Linked DNA regions of Mus musculus: region 2 is linked to region 1. A link is a contact called in public Hi-C data. All regions are on one chromosome and are shown on one strand. Each heading gives the region's core, a stretch centred on a gene start, on an enhancer-like site or on the middle of the called end of the contact. The rest is flanking DNA. Distances are from core to core; before and after follow the strand shown.

Region 1 (5,408 bases), core at 1,351-3,850:
TATCCACTTCATTAAAAAAAACAAACAAGGTTACATAGACAAAGTGTGGAGCAGAGACTGAAGGAATGACCATCCAGAGACTACCCCATCTGGGGATCCATCCCATAAACAATCACCAAACCCAGACACTATTGTGGATGCCAACAAGTGTTTGCTGACAGAAGCCTGATATAGCTGTTCCCTGAGTTCTGTCAGTGCCTCACAAATACAGAAGTGGATGCTCACAGCCATTCATTGGACTGAGCACAAGGTCCCCAATGAAGGAGCAAGAGAAAGTACCCAAGGAGCTGAAGAAGGGGTTTACAGCCCCATAGGAGGACCAACAATATGAACCAACCAGTACCCCCAGAGCTCCCAGAGACTAAACCACCAACCAAAGAAAACACATGGTGGGACTCATGGCTCCAGCTGCATATGTAGCAGAGGATGGCCTGGTCGGTCATCAATGGGAGGAAAGGCCCTTGAAGGTTCTATGCCCCAGTGTAGGGGAATGCCAGGGCCAGGAAGTGGGAGTGGGTGGGTTGGTGAGCAGGGGGGGGGGTGGGGGGGGTTGGAAGTTTTAGGAGGGGAAACCAGGTAAGGGGATAACATTTGAAATGTAAATGAAGAAAATATCTAATAATAAAATAAAATGCATCACTTTCCTCACTAAACAAACAAACAAACAAACAAGGTCTATCACTTAGCTCTCTGATTGGCTAGAGTTAGTCAATAAAATCCCAGTGCTGGGATTATAGACACATATTGACAAGCTGGGCTTGCATCTGAAAACTTGGGATCTGAACTCCCTCTGATCTCATACTATGTGGCAAACACTTTATGTAGTGATCTAACTCCCCAGCCCTGGGAATGGATTTTGAAAACATCATTCCAAAATAACCTTTCTGTTATCCATTACCTCCTCTTTTACCGAATAACTGATATGGTCTGGACCAGTGTTCAAACATGGCTGAAAACTCTGGAGGTCAGTCCTAATTCAGCAAACTCCTCTCACTCGAACAGATTGCAGGGAAGTTCATACATGTGAAAGATGTCTTTGGAGTGACCCCAATCCACACCGACAGGACCTATTCTTGCAATACCTGATTCTTACCACCTCTTAAACCCTCCTCCTCCAGAATAATGGTCACATGATCACTTCCTTAAGGAAAAGATTAATAAGAAAAGTCATTTCCAACATCTACCCTCACTCTGTCATAAGGCAAGCTGGTCAGATTGGCCTGGGTAATGAATCAAGGAGTATAACCAACCTGGGCAGGGTTAGATGTCTGTGATTTTAGGATCATGAGCTCTCCCTGCAGTATCTGAACCCATTCTCCACTTGTAAAAGCACTAACAGACCAGGTCAGCTTTTTAAGAAATGAATATCCTTCAGGGCTTTTGAGTGTAAAGGGAGGGCTCATATCAAAAGAAACACAAAGGTTCACGGTTTTTGCTCATGGATGTTCAAGACATCATCAAGTAAATGGAAAGGAGAAGTCAGGGACAAATGAAGTAAAATATCATATCATGTAAACCAAAGAAAGTATCAAAAGTCCTTATGGGCTAGGTGTAGTGACACAGGCCTTTAATCCTATCATGAAGATGGGAGGCTGGATTTTGAGTCCAAAACCACCCTAGTCTACATAATGTGTTTTATGTCAAGCAGACATAAAATGTGTGTGTGTGTGTGTATAATGTGTATACATACACACATATGTATCTCATGAAATTAAAGAATTTAAGTGGCTAGAAAGAAATGGTGTTGAATTGCCTGAGACAAGCAGAAACTTATTTTGGAGACAAGAAAGAACTGACTTGTAAAAGAAAACAGTGGAAAATGTCAGATCAGGAAACTGCTCTGTGTTACATAGGTTTGAAACAGCAACACCCTGTAGTTGACAGTAACTTAAGGATTTTCTAAAGCACTAGAAGAAAGGCATTGGAAGGTTCCCAGTGATGTGTCAGAAACAGATGGAAATGTGTTTTTCTGGTTAGATCACTGTAGATTATATTAGACATTCACTGACTAGTCATACTACACTTCCATGACTATAATTAAAAACGACAAAACTGAAGCACTAAGCTATGTCTAAGGAGCCTCTTTTCCAGCCCTCCTTCCATTTATCTAGGATACAGATGAATGCTGAGAGGCTAGGTAGAGAGCTAAGTTGCTTGGAACATGTCTAAAATGAGTTCAATTTATTTGGAAAGCTTCCATCACCGTCAGACAAGCTGTGTTGACTGTGCTCTCTCTGGATTTCTTCGATGTCTAAAGGCAAGTTGTGTTGACAATACACTGACTTTGTTCTATCTAATGGCAGTCCTGGTTCTCCCTGGCTGGCGACATTAGAAGGACTGAGAGCACTCTGCATGTGTCCTTCCATAATCCTTCAACTTCTACATTCAAGTCTCTGATTTCAGGCTCTCACTAGACAGTGAACTTCCTTCCAAGGAAGTGAAACTTGCTGCCATTCATGTGACTTCTGCTTATCAACAGTGTCTTATCAAAGTTTATAGGAATGGGCAGAAATATTTTCCCATCTGGGTGGATGGTGTTTCATTTTCAGGTGCTCCCTGGGTCAATTGGCTCCTTCCCAGACAAAGCAACACAAAGATTAACCCCATTCCTGGACTTTGATTCAAGACCTTGTGGTTAAAAAAAAAATGCCTTCTATTACTAAGTCGCACTAATGCGGAGACTAGTCTCCAAACCAGATGCCTTACATAGAATTCATCAAGAAAGTGGAGATGCCATCATTGTACTGACTTCCAGTAAGATACTTTTCAAATGCTATTGTCATATGGACTTCATACAGTCATCATATCCCTTCAAACAGGCACAAGGATGAGAGCAAACTATTACTCCAGTCATGTTTGTGTTAGATGCTAAAGAAACAAATGTTTCAGGGATACCCACAGGGGCCTGAATAGGTCATGTCCCTTCCCTGTTCCCTATCTTTATGGGAGGAGTTGGGCTGGAGAGACACGGCAATACAGTCATGGAAGATTATGATTAATATATCAAGCATGTACCTGGATCATTATATGAAATCCACAGACTCCCCGGGGTCTGTTCTGATTTTGTGTTTGCTTTAACTCATTCTTTCTCTTTAAAAAAAAAAAAAGCTTTGCCAATTGTAGCATAATAAATGCTCTAGACAAAAGGCTCATTTTCAACAATTCCTTGAGTTATAATCTTTCCATTTACACTCAGGAAGCACTGTAAAGGGCACTGTTCCTTTGTTCTGGTCTGTCTGTGTCCCTGTTGACACTATCTCAGTTTGAAAAGAGACTGATAAATAAAAGCCAAGGGTAACTCCAGGGCAATAGCAGACATTATCACCAATGCTATAAGTTCTTGGGCAGCTCTTAGTCCCGTCACCCAAGGTTCTGAGGTGAGAGAAATTTAGATTAAAAAAATGTTCTGGTTTAGTTTCAGAGAGCACAGACACTGGTGGACTTCAGACTGAAGAAATCTGTATTTGCTGAAACCTTTGGCCAGAGTTATAAATCTGTGTGCAGCGTGGCAGTGATGTCTCTGACTCTGAACACAGGACAAAGAGCATTTTGCTTAGTCACACAGAGCAAATTAATGGAAGCAGCAGAAACCAGTACCCAAGCTGTTTGCCTCTGTCCCATAGGTATGTCTGTCTTCAGTTTTGGCCCCTCAAGTAGAGATTACTGGAGTGTTCAGACTCCAAAACTTAGGTTTTAAATGACCCAATTAGAATCCAAAATCTTTCCAAAGCCCATCATTTAAAATGATGGTGACCTTGACAAGTTTGACTCCTACAATCCTTCCTCCCTTTCTGCAGGATTCATTGTATTCACTAATGCTTGACTATGGGTCTCTGCATCTGCTTCAATCAGCTACTGGATAGAGCCTCTCTAACGATCATTATACCAGACTTCTGTCTACAGAATAGTAGAATAACATTAGGAAGAAATTTTTTTGGCCAAGTATGTTTGAGAAAACCCACAGAAATCAACAAACCTGACCTTTTCTGGGAAAAAAAAAAAAAAAGAGGAATGCATGGGGAGTGGGTTTAGGGAAAGACGGGAGAAGATGAAGCTGAAGCTACAGCCAGAATGTAATTTATGAGAAAATAAATTAATAAAAATATCAATCAATAAATAAAATGATGATGAACTTAGATATTTCATGGAGTCATATGACTTTAAAGTAGGCAAAAGTTTCAATGCCAGAGTGTTACTTCATTAGGAAATGAGTAATCAAGATATGATGCCCCAAAGTCCCACAAATCCCAAAGACTTTCCAAGTTACATTATAACAATTTATTTCCAACTCCCAAAAACTTTTTATCATTGTTTACTTTATGATCCCACTATAACCTATTTTTGTGAGTAAAGATAAACTTGAGCAATGACAGGTCACAAGTGAAAATGAAAACACCAGGTTTTAATTCTGATTGTTTTTTTAACCCTACATTTTGCAACTGATTGGAGAGGACATTAAAGCATACTTACACGGGGACTTTGTTCATGATAAGGTGTGAAAATTGTGAAATCAGGCCAGATCTTTGCTAGCCTCACTATGCAGTGAGTGGGTTCTAGGGATGATATTTCCACAGAGTTCTTATCAAAGATGCCAACATCTGGGTAATTAAAATTGAAAATTTTGATTCAGTAGGTGAAAATAGGAAGATGAAAGTTTGTGACTCTGCACTGACTAGTGTAACCAACAGCCTCTAGAGCTGCCCTATAGAAGTAGAGACTGGTCTTGGCAGGATGGTTTCTATAAGTGAGAGAAATGTAATCAGGTATAGATTGGATAAGAAAGAATGCCATGTAAGGGTTGGCCTAGGTTGTGTTGGCCTTGTCTCCATCTATTGATTTTAATGACATCTAGTTTAGGTTGATCTTAAGTTGTTCTGTAAGTTTTATAGAATCGTGTGGGTCATCTGAAAATCATGTCTACTTAAAAATATGTTAATTCCTTTCATCTGAGATTAAATCCACCTGAGTGTCTGTCTATCTACTCCTTCCTTCCTTCCTTCCTTCCTTCCTTCCTTCCTTTCTTTCTTTCTTTTTTTCCTTCTTTCTTTCTTTCTTTCTTAACCTCACTTTCTATTTACTGGCCAATTCTCAAATCAAAAATTTCAATTAAAAAAAAAAAAACCAATCACCACTACTGGCTGTAACTGAACAGAATCCTCACTAAATGTTCTCAGTATCTGGACTCCATGCTGTGTGGTTCTCGGAGGAAATGAATGTCTTACATCAGTGTAATGTCAGCTTTCTGTCTCTGAAAATACCAGGGAAACCAACGTTTAAAGAGAAAAGGTTACTTTGGCTCATACTTGTAGATAGTCTTAGTCCATAGAACCTCTTTGGATTAAGCCCCATGGTGACACTCCATCATGGCAAGGGCAGAAGGCAGAAGGAAACCACTTAAGCTATGATTA
Region 2 (5,408 bases), core at 1,140-3,639, 380 kb after region 1:
TGCAAATTGGGCCCTTGAAAATTGTCCAGAAACGGAACGCATAAGCATCGCGACACCCTCTGCTTCAGCCCACCCTGCCCGTTCAGCCAGGATAGCGACGACGTCAACCCCGCTCTTGGCTCCTTCTGGTGCCCCCGCGGCTACCAAGGGGAATGGAAAAGACAGCGAGACGCAGAGAACCTTCACGGAGAGATTAGAGGAGGCGATGTTTCTGCGGTGCAGACTTGCTCATTCTTTTGCTCCGGTGTGATTTATTTCGGGCTTGGGGTTTTATTTCTGGTCATGGGTCCTTTTTCTTTTGGGGTGGACTCAGACAAAAAAAAAATGTTTAAATTCCACCAAAGAGCAGATAAGGCGTTGCCTTTGAAGGGGGTCATATGGTTTCGTTTTGCCCCATCGGAGAGACCATGCAAACTCCCCCCACCTTTGGGGATTTGTTCTCAACCATGGAGCCAGGCCCTGGTGTTCTAAGTCTACAGTCTGGGTGTACTGTTCTGCCTCCACAGCTCTGTTCTAAACTGAAGCTGGTGGGAGCAAGCTAGACAGAGGCCCTGGGCCATATTCCCCGTCCCTGCTTTTCCTCTCAAAGACCCTTCTCTGCAGCCTCCGCCTCACCCCGCTTCCTCGGCCTTGCTACCTCCCCAGGGAGGGAGGGAGAAAAGGTGGCCCGCCTCTGGGTCTTGCTGGTGGAGCAGAGCTACGCCGGAAGGAATTAGCTGGTTTTATAACCTTGTACACTTAGCCAGCCCTAACAAAGTCGGATGCTTCTGTTACTTTAGGCCCCTCTCACTGTTGGCAGCTTGAGAGCGTCCTATGCAGGGACAGGTTAGGAGTTTTTCCTGATTCTGCTGCACACTGGGATTGGAGTTTCCTGTAAGGATCCCACCAGTCAGTGTGGCGTGCCATGACAGACCCTTGGAAAATAGATGCTGGTCCTAAGTGCCCCCATAGGACCGTCAGGGCCAGAGAGTTCTATGTATGGAAACAAAGCTGTCTGTGCGTACATGCTGCGCACTGAGTGTGTTTCTGAGATGGCTGATGCGTGGTAGCCACAGCCTGTTTTCCCACGCTGGTATCAAAGGCCTGCAGACTGCCAAAGGCTGCCTAGCCTCACTTTTCAGCCCTACTTGCCTTCCTTTCCCTCCTGATTTCCAAGCTAGATCTTTGGCTGGGCAGAATTGAAGCCAAAATTACTTGCATTTCCGCCTGAAATTAGTTAAATTTTCCCTATCTGTCTGCTTTAATGACTTCAATGGAGATTAATAAAAGCCAGATGACACACACATACTACAACCACCCCACAACCCCACCCACATCCTACCTTTGGAGGGCCCTACACAGGGTAAAATGTGATGTTTGAGCTCCAACCATCCCTTTTCTCCCCACACAAGCCGAGGCCCTGGACTCTGGCTGCTGGGGCCTACTGTCACAGAAGGAAGGCAGGCACCCAAACTCTCTTCCCATACACAAGCCACCATCCACCCGAAACGGCCTGCCTGAGAGGGGTCCTTCTGATACCGAGAGGCCATGACTTTAATTGGATACCAGCTGCTCTACCCTGAATTCCCCTGAGCTTCAATTTGTGTATAGTCCCCAGTCCCCCGCTGAACACAAGGCACTACCATCACTGCTCTCGTCCCTCTTGGCGGGAACTCAAAGGCCACAACTCCTGCCCTTCTTTCTTCTCCCAGGGCTCCAGGCCCAAGGCTACACTAGACCCTTCCCCCAAAGAAGCGGATCTTGAGCTCCGCTTGGCTTGAGGGGAACCTGCCAGCCTGTTCTGAAGAGCGGCTCCCACTCCCTTAGCCCTCGGAGACCAAGCCTTGACTGGCTTAGGGGTTCGTGAACAATGACTTCGAAGACAACTTTTTCTCTCCAGCACCTGAGGATAACTATAGGGATCATAGTTCAGGATCGAATCGGGCAGAGGCTTGCCTCCCCCGGCTCGTCTCCAGTCAAGAGTAGACGGGATGGGCTGGTGCGCAGAAGACGCGTAAAGTACCTTGAGTTGCTTGGTCTGTGAAGCCGGTGATTGTGTCCACACGCCCGTGCCCTGAAGCTGCCGCGACCGGAGCCCTCCCCGCCAGGCTCCTGTAAAGCGACATCATGAAGTGGTGTGGCACCACCGAGCCGTTCCTGAAGCCAGAACCCGCAGCGCGGCGCACAGCTCGGGGACCCGGAACCGCAGCGGCCTGGAGAGCTGAAGGGCCTGGAGCCCGGGCGAGGGTCCGCCCGCCGCCGCCGCCCCCGGGGCTCCAGGCTGGTCCAGCCCCCGCCGCTCGGAGCACCGCGGCAGCTTCTAGCCCGTCGCGGGGACGGCAAGCGCTCAGCAGCCAGAGACACAGCGCGGCGGCAGCGCTCAGGTCCATGGGCTCCTTGGGCCGGCCGGCCGCGCGACACGGGCTCCGTGGCTCCGGGAAGTCCCCCGACGCCTTTTGAACATAGTGTTTAATAATGGGGGAAGTGTGCGCAGCAAGCCGCTGCCCCCCTCCTCTCCCACCCCACCCCCGCCCAGCGCTCGGAGCAGCGCCCCCTGCTGAACGTTCAACCCGCAGCGCTGAGCCCCCCAACTCAGGCCTATCGCGCAGTGCAGGGTAGAAGTCGCCTCCCCTTGCTGTAGTGCCTGGTCCTTGTCCTTGCCAAGAGAAGGCCATCCGCCCGAGGCTCCTGCCACAACGCGGTGCCCCGCCTCCCCTCCCGAAGGTACTACGAGCCCCCACCCCCCTCCGCCCCAAGACCTCAGCGCACTCCTTGGCTGGAAGATGGGGCGTCTCGCGTACCCGCCCAGCTTCCTCCCGACTCCTCCATGGAGAAACACCGCCCTCCGCGTGATCTTGTGAGTGCTAGGGATGCCAGACCCGGGCCAAGTCAAGACTGGGCCCCTCCCATCCAGCTTTCTCGCCGTACGCCCCCTTGATGGATGCTCATTAGGGAGTTCCTAGGGATGCTTACGATACACATTTGGATGCCACCCTCTCCCGTCCACAGCCCTCTGAAGATAACAGTGGGAGGCCAGAGAAAGGGAGAGGATCTGTGATGAAGGATGAGTGGCTGGAGGGTACAGATGGGCACGGACCGGAAAAGCTTTGGGTGGGCATCTTGAGCCAAAGCAGGAGCTGAAATCTTAAAGGGTTTAATGAATTAGGAAGGCGGGGACCAGCGGAATCCTACTCAAATTAGGTCTCAGGGTTTGAATGTGCAAAGTAATTTGCCCGGGGAAAGGGGAGAGTGGGGCAGGTGACCACATTTCTTCAAGGTCTTCAGAGCAAAAGGCAAGAGTGCAACCACAAGCCCAGAGGCTGCGTTGCAAAGCCATGGAATAGCGCTCGGATGCCAGCATGGTTATAGCACTCTATGAGCATGGGTGGAAAGGGCCACCTCTGGTCTATGCCTGGGCGACTCTTGAGCATACAGACGCTGGGACTTTTGTTTGGCTAACTTCCTCCCCACTCCTGCTCTGAGGGGGGAAGGCGCCAGCATGTGTGTCGATTTAGTTCAGACAAACCCCAGAGCAAGAATGTCCAGAAAATAGACCAACTGTCCAAGGGATTTAAAAGCCTGGACCCCAAATCCATTACTTTAGCATTGTTCTGGATACCAAACTCAGAATCCACGCCCGGTCCGTGAGTCAGGTCAAGGTGCTATCTAAAAGCCTCTTCCTAATAAACTACATAGCCCAGGCTCCCGCGTTGGAGTCTTATACTCCCACCTCGCCCTCTGGATAGCAGGCACGCGTGCACCTGGACCACGGTCTGTGCTGCTGGCCTCCCTACTCAGGGCCTTCCTGCTGTTGCCAGATGGTGGGCATCTGGGATGACAACCTACCTTTGGTGGCCAGGTTGGGGAGCGGATGCAAAAGCCATAATTATGGGTTTCTTTCTTTCTTTGGGTGCCTGGAGGAAGTGGCTCTAGTAGGGTGGAGACTTCCTGGCGTAACTCCCTGCCCACCCATCCACCCCTGCCTACAGTGGCCAGCCAGGGGTCTCTTTGCTCAGAGGGACACTGGGTTCTGGTGGCCTTCTTTCCACAGACGCCACTCATGTCCAGACTTTGAGTTTTTCACAAATCAATTCTTTGTTTAGAAAACAGAGAGCCCTGGCCTGTCACCACCCTGGTTCCAGCCCTGGCTTTGGCCACTAACAGTCCTGGCCCTTCCGAGTCCCCTCCACTTGTCTTGGTTTCCGTTTCTCCGACTGTATAAAGGGAAGAGCAGAAGGGATCTGGCACTATGTTGGCCCAGTGGATGATAATGTTTCTTGATTACATGACACCCCTTCCCTTAGGCCACCTTGGAGCTGGACATTAGGACAGGTTAGTGATCCTTCCTGAAGTGGAGTCAAGGAAGCCACATAGCTTCTGTTTGAGACTAAACTTCCTGGTCCATGATGTGTGGCTTAGATGCAGCTTGGAGCAGAGGTGGTTCAGTCACTTGTTCCCATCCCACAAGATGTTCTGAGCATTAACAGAGTTCAGAAGAGAAGTAGGTTTTATGAGCTCACTGGAAGCTGCTGTTAGAGGAAAATAGAAGGGGGAGGGGGGCTCAGCCCAACCTGCCGGCTGTGGCTGCGTGTAAGACATGCTGTACTCTCGTCATTTGTACTTCTCGGTCCAGACCCATCCATCCACCCATCCATCTCCACTCATCTCTTCTTGTAGCAACTTCTTATTGCTAGGCACTCTTCCGGGTGTTGCGAATCCATCAATACTCAAGGCAAACTTGTGGAGAGCCAGGGTGTGCAGAAGAAACAACAGCCAGTAATACACAAATGCCTGGCAGACCATCAAGGACGTTCTGAGTACCTTGATGGGAGAGGTTTTTTTCTGTCAGCAGAGACCACATTGAAGCAGAGCCCTAAAAAAAAGGAAGGCATGGGGGTGTTGGAGGCCTGCCTGGCCCCTTCCCTCTTCCTCCTGCTTAAGTGACACTAGCCACTTGTCACCAGCCCATTGCCTTACGTGCCCATGCCAGCTGTTCTATCCTGTGATAGAATTTTTTTTCTTTTTTTTAATTAGGTATTTTCCTCGTTTACATTTTCAATGCTATCCCAAAGGTCCCCCATACCCACCCCCCCAATCCCCTATCCACCCACTCCCCCTTTTTGGCCCTGGCATTCCCCTGTACTGGGGCATATAAAGTTTGCAAGTCCAATGGGCCTCTCTTTGCAGTGATGGCCGACTAGGCCATCTTTTGATACATACAGAATTTTTTTTAAAGAAAATTGAGTCACGAAGATGCGAACTTTGCCTGGGGTCATGTAATAAGTAGCCCAGCCTAGATTAACTGTCTTGGCTCAGATTTTGGCTTCCACTACACTAAGGAGGCAAGACTAGAAGGGGCTTTGGTCTGCTAATCCCTCCATGGCCCTCTCTGGCTCTCTGGAATCTTCTCAGCAAAGAAAGTGACTCTA

What was found. Hi-C and Micro-C count contacts between places; a contact is called where the count stands out from the background.
Region 2: a contact with region 1 is called in a Hi-C map of embryonic fibroblasts, with 5 times the contacts expected there. The contact joins the promoter of Gdf7 here to the enhancer-like site in region 1. A contact is called at or near these places in 1 of 15 datasets of contacts at CTCF or cohesin (the NIH/3T3 cell line), 1 of 484 Hi-C or Micro-C datasets (embryonic fibroblasts) and 1 of 9 other capture datasets (embryonic stem cells).

What each region holds. Positions count from the first base shown.
Region 1 is chr12:7,916,616-7,922,023 of GRCm38.p6, forward strand. No RefSeq gene overlaps it. Among named protein-coding and RNA genes, the nearest start is that of Apob, 58 kb to the right of the region's middle. RefSeq lists an enhancer at 3,106-3,797. Within about 2 kb of position 2,601, at least 33 of the 459 cell types and tissues checked have an H3K27ac peak or open chromatin away from gene starts, as enhancers often do. A contact at or near this core is called in the NIH/3T3 cell line and embryonic fibroblasts, where this site is marked.
Region 2 is chr12:8,299,565-8,304,972 of GRCm38.p6, forward strand. It overlaps Gdf7 (growth differentiation factor 7), which reads right to left and starts at 2,390. Exons shown (of 2, transcript NM_001312876.1): 1 at 2,003-2,390. The coding sequence starts at 2,369. It also overlaps a transcript of Ldah not described here.